Linked DNA regions of Zea mays: region 2 is linked to region 1. The links are chromatin contacts, called in public Hi-C maps. All regions are on one chromosome and are shown on one strand. Each heading gives the region's core, a stretch centred on a gene start, on an enhancer-like site or on the middle of the called end of the contact. The rest is flanking DNA. Distances are from core to core; before and after follow the strand shown.

The links. Hi-C and Micro-C count contacts between places; a contact is called where the count stands out from the background.
Region 2: a contact with region 1 is called in a Hi-C map of tassel, with 1.9 times the contacts expected there. The contact joins the promoter of LOC100192856 here to the promoter of LOC100192930 in region 1. A contact is called at or near these places in 3 of 25 Hi-C or Micro-C datasets (ear, leaf and tassel).

Annotation. Positions count from the first base shown.
Region 1 is chr10:109,222,259-109,225,197 of Zm-B73-REFERENCE-NAM-5.0, forward strand. LOC100192930 reads right to left here and starts at 1,515. Exons shown (of 16, transcript XM_008664907.2): 1 at 1,044-1,515. The coding sequence starts at 1,412.
Region 2 is chr10:109,398,944-109,401,882 of Zm-B73-REFERENCE-NAM-5.0, forward strand. LOC100192856 (SAM domain protein) reads right to left here and starts at 1,522. Exons shown (of 6, transcript NM_001138045.1): 1 at 1,243-1,522. The coding sequence starts at 1,358.

The DNA.
Region 1 (2,939 bases), core at 265-2,764:
TAGAAATAGTGGATACACACAGCATAAAAACTGACCAGTAATCCAGTACCAGTATAGCATCAATAAATTGCAAAGTAGCAATTCAACGTCATATATTTTTTATTGGAAATATATCGCTTAAAAATAAATCACATTAAACTAAACTTAGGAGCACCTAGCAATTATTAATGGAAAGGCCAAAGACAAACAACAAATAGGTAGGAAATGAAAATTTAGAACCCAATCAAAAGAAAAGTTTTCCCTTGGTTTGGATTCATCTACCATGCCACAGAAGCTGAATCAACACTATAGTACCTTGTCAAAGCTACCTTAGGGCTACAACCTTGTACAGGCTGGAATTCATGCACACAAAAGCTGGAATCAACCAAATGTAGCTGAACCATGTGTTGCCTACTCAAATCGCCCAGAAACATTGAGCTCATGGATCAACTGTTGACATGCTAGGTGATAGACAATAAACTCAGACACTACATTGACACTATATCCAGTAATCAACATCATCTCCATAACACCACATGCCTGATAGAGCATCGCAGTTTGCAAAGCAGAAACTACTAATAGCTCCAACATTATCATTATGCTCAAAGATCAGAATCCTAATTAACTAGTACTGCATCGGTTTCCAAATTATAGACCATTTTGGTTTTGCCCTAAGTCAAACTTCTCCAACTTTGGCCAAGTTTATAGAAATATACATTGGCATCTATACTGTAATACCAAATAAGTTTACTCTCAACACATTGCATGGTGAATTCAATAAAACTAATTTGTTGTAGATATTAGTACATTTTTCTATAGACTTGGTCAAAATTTAGAGAAGTTTGATTTTGGCTGCGCAAGTGACTTATAATTTGGAACATAGCATATACAAGCATTTCAAATTTTCAACAAACAAACTTCACCACTACAACTACCAAACCACCAATGTCCCAAATTAAAATTATTCCAGTGACAAGCAACTGCATTGCCGGTAAACCCAGAATGCAAGGTCGACATAAACTAACCCAGCCCATACACCGTAGTCTACAGAACATGGATAATACCTGCATGTCGGTCATGTCCATGACACGCCAGCGCATCTCTGGCCTCGCGCGTGCGTGACGGCGGAGCATGTCGGCGACGACGACGCGGGAGAAATCAACATTGGTGACGCGGCAGAACCCCGCGTCGTAGAGCTTCTCCGACAGCACCGAACTCCCGCACGCTGGCACCAGGATCTCCTGGGCCGCCCCCGCTGCGGCGCCGCGGTCCCCGAGGAGGTCGAGGAGCGGGGCCCGGAGGTTAGGCCACTCCGCATACCACTCGAAACTGTCCCCCGTGCCGCGGAGCGCGAAGAACTTGTCCCAGTTCTCCCGCGATGTGAAGTCGACGAGGGTGCCTAGGATCGCCGTAGGCGGCGTCGTGGTCGCCATGCGTGGAAACCCTAGCTATGCAGCTTAGGTAGGGGTTTAAGAATGCGCCGGAGGTAAACTATGATTAACCCATTGGGTGTCAGTCACGAGGGTAACTGAAGCGAGGACAAACCGACACGACAAGGGTTAGGGTCCTTTACTTCAGTCATAAGATTAAGGGCTCGTTTGGCAAAGCTCCAGCTCCTGCTTCTTTAGTTCCGGATCCTGATCCTCGTGAGGAGCTGATCCTCCTGATTCTCCTAGAAAATCAGAATTATTTTTAAACCGTTTGGCAAGTAAACTGATTCTTGTCTTCTGAGAGTTGGTGGTCTGTGGCGATTGTCTGTTTTACCCTTTGCAGTTCAACTCTGTTACAAACCAATAAGTAGGATGCATATACGGAAAAATATGAAACAATAACATATAAAATATTCCCATCATAGTAGTGCATAAAATGGTCTCAAATGTTTAATCCATAAATTGGCTCGTTATGTTTTTGTCCAATGGCAATTGCGGGTAATTTCGATCAAACTTTAAGGGGAGGTCTATATTTGGTTGGTTGAGGAGCTGTTTTAAGGGAGGGTGGAGCAGGTTTTTTTAGATCCCACCTTTTTTCACAAAAACGACTCTTGATCTTTCGGCTCCACACGAGAATCAGTTTTTAAAAATACTCGTTTGGCACGGCTCCTCTAGATCCTCGCTTAGAATCAGGAGCTGGAGCTGTGCCAAACGGGCCCTAACTAGATATGTGCTCGTGCGTTGCCACAAGAGTTAAAATTTCTAAGACATTAATGACCGCACGCAGATAGTTAAATTTCTAACTTGTCTTATGTTGCACAAGCTGAAGCACATATTCATGCACAAATCATATATTGTTTTATCACCAGTTGTACCTTCAGCCTTCGGCTCCATCTAGTTGAATAAATTTGGTCGTGGTTGTGGTCGTGTTCTACGACCGCGCCGGGGTGGGGAACGCGCACAGGGGCGGACCTACGTTGATGCGAGTGGGGGCACAGGCCCCCGCTCATTTCTCTGTTGTAAGTAGTAGTGTCTAGATTTTTACTATGAGGTCCCCTGGTCAGACTAACTTAGAGGCTCTTTTAGTATTTTAGCGCTCATCTTTGCAAGTATACCCTCAGTCCCATTATTTCCTGGGTCCGCCCCTGAACGCGCAGAGGAGCAGCAGCAGCGCGCTCATCCTCAGTGCATGCACAGGTGGCCGCCACATCGTGTCTTTCACTGTGGATAGGCAACGGAGAAGGCGGCGGCAACGGACACGTACGTGTCCACGGGCTGCATGACATAGGTGACGAGCGTCGTGGCGTTGTCGGCGGTGGCCGGGCACTGGCAGAAGACGGGGAACGTGACCATGGTGCCAACGTCGAGGTCGGTGGGCACCAGCGTGGGGTTCACGCGCTCCATGGCCTGGTAGTGCGTGAGGTTCTGCAGCTTGGTGGTGGAGACGATCCAATAGGTGTCCCCTAGGCCGATCTGGTACCGCATCGGTGCATACGAGCTAGGGGACCGGGAGGGGCAGCCGCACTGGAG
Region 2 (2,939 bases), core at 272-2,771, 180 kb after region 1:
GAGTTCAGCCTCGGGCGCAACAGAGAGCTCCGCCTCGCCCGATCTCAGGCCTCGGGAGAAGGTCTCCGCCTCGCCCGACCCCAGGCCTCGGCCGGGGCCCCGGCCTCGGGAGAAGGTCTCTGCCTCGCCCGACCTCAGGCCTCGGCCTTAGCCTCGGCCTCGGGAGGAGTCACATCCTCGCCCGACCTCAGCCTCGGCCTCAGGAGAAGTTTCCGCCTCGCCCGACCTCGGCCTCGGACCGACTACGCCACTGGGGATACATCATTACCCTACCCCTAGCTAGTTGCCTCAGGCTACGAAGGAACAAGACCGGTGTCCCATCTAGATTACTCCGGTAACAGGTAATGATGGTTCCCTGCGTGCGTCCATGACGTCGGTTGTTCTCAACTCTCTACGAAAGCAAAGAAACGTCAGCAGGACCCCGGGCCGCAACGCCAGCTGCGCTTCTACAGGGCTCAAGTACTTCTCCGCCGGCCACGTTAGCACATAGCTACACACCCATTGTACAACTGGATCATCTCCTTGTATCTATAAAAGGGGATGTCCAGGGCCTTCTTAAAAAAAGGCGGGAGAGGAAGAGTGGGAGAGACGCGGAGGAGGCTAACTCAGACACCTCACCTTAAGGCCGAACCCTCTCCCTCTCTCTCTCGCGACGCTTGTAATCCCTACTACGAGCACCCCGGTGCAAGATAAAATAAGCCTCATCCTCCCTCTTGTGTTCCATCTTGCATCAACCCATCTGGGCAGGGACACGCAGCGACAAATTCACTAGTTGGTTGAGGGTCCTCGCAGGTCCGAAACGCCAACACTATGTGATATAGAAACAGTGGTGATACTAGTACAAGTAATGCACCACACAAATCTACTCCACCACCTTAATCAGAACATAAAACCTATAGAGACAGCACGTACACACGTTGAAGTTAGAACTGAGGAACCAAGCTTAAGGCACTGCCTTCTTCCGATAAACCAAAACCCGAGCCCTAACCTAATTTGTCTGCACCAGCAATTCTTAAGCACGGCAAGCGCACGAAAACGGATCCTTCACTCGATTACGGATGGACATGGCTATTCTGATGATTAAAGAATACAGGAAAAGCGCGCACAGCTGATCCAGGGCAGGACAAATTTTCCAATCTGTAGACAACTAGACATCCGCTGCCAAGCGATCAAGAAGGTGGAGCCGTAAAAGCGACGGTAGCGGAGAAATCAATAGCAGCGGCGGCGGCAGCGTGCACTTACCTCTTGGACACCGTGTGACGAACACGGCCGCCGGCGCCCGTGCCGGCGGGGAGGTCGCCGTCAAGGCGGTCGTGGATGGAGCGCTTGCGCCCGGTGGAGATCTGGTCCGAGTACATCTTTCCGTTGGAGAGAATAGGGACAGCCGCACAGGTCTAGGGTTTCGAGCTGGAGCGGGGACGCGGGACGGCGGGGTACAGGCGTCGAGCGGAGGAGATCGCGGGAGGGAGAAAAGGGATAGGAGATATTTGCGAAAATACACGAGCCAACCCCTCGCTTCACCGAAATATCCACGGAGCATATCTCTACTCTCTATTGTACTTAAAGCACTAGTTTCAACGTTCGTCGTGCGTCATTTTTTTATAAAAAGACCCCTCGGTTTTACATGAATCAACCCGCAGTCCCTCCCTTCCCATTCGTCCCATCCGGTGATCAGTTTACAAATTGGGATCCCTTTATCCTGTCACCTTCGCCAACCCTAACCTAGCCTCCTTCCGCGGATCCAACCTTTGCACACCCGCCGCCACTAGAGAGCCATATCTCCCCAACGTTGCGGTCGCCGGCTCGCCGCGCAGGCGGGGGCAAGGGACGAGGATCCCGCGGCTCCCTGCTATATCCGGAACGGCCATGGATGTGGCGGCGGCTGTCGCAGGGAAGCCATTGACGTCAAACTCCGCTCGCCCACCGCGAGCCCGACTCCAAATGTGGCGAGCGGGTCCACTTCTGGGCCGCTACTGTCATCCTCCTTGTCGATGGCACACTCATCTTCAGTCGCAGCCACCTACGTCCTCCTTCCATCATCGAGCGACACCTCAAGTATCTCTCTCTTCGTCATCCCTTCTCCCTTTTATTCGAGAGGGGACGATCCCGACGACGAGGATGAGCTTATGCGTGATGAGGCAGAAGAGCACTCTAGGATGACGCCGACCGTCAGCTCCGGCGCTGTCACCTGCTCCTGTCACGGGGGCACTGCCTTATGTGCGGGCCAACAACAACCTCCCGTGTCGAATCATCAAGGTCTGCCTCGCGATCTGGTTGCCCTTCCTCACTCTCCCAAAATCTATCACATTCCCATTCTGCTCCGTGGAATCGGATATTGTGTCTGTTGGCCTATGCTGATGAGTAATCTATTTCAGTTTTGGATATGTGCAAGACACACTGGTTGCTCAGCGAACCAGGTGCCTAGCTCTCTTGGAATTTTGGTGTAATTCGAAGTTTGCTGCTACTGTATTAGTCTCAGTTCTCTATTGTTTGATTCCGCTTTTCTTCTCACATGTGCAACACCAGGGATAAGTGTGTCTCCGTCGGAGGAGAACAGGCGGTACTTCAATGTCATAATCCTTGTCCATGCGCATTCACTTTGCAGTCAATTCTCTACTATAATTAAAGCACCAGTTTCAACGGTCGTCGTGCGTCATTTTTTTATAAAAAGACCCCTCGGTTTTACATGAATCAACCCGCAGTCCCTCCCTTCCCATTCGTCCCATCCGGTGATCAGTTTACAAATTGGGATCCCTTTATCCTATCACCTTCGCCAACCCTAACCTAGCCTCCTTCCGCGGATCCAACCTTTGCACACCCGCCGCCACTAGAGAGCCATATCTCCCCAACGTTGCGGTCGCCGGCTCGCCGCGCAGGCGGGGGCAAGGGACGAGGATCCCGCGGCTCCCTGCTATATCCGGAACGGCCATGGATGTGGC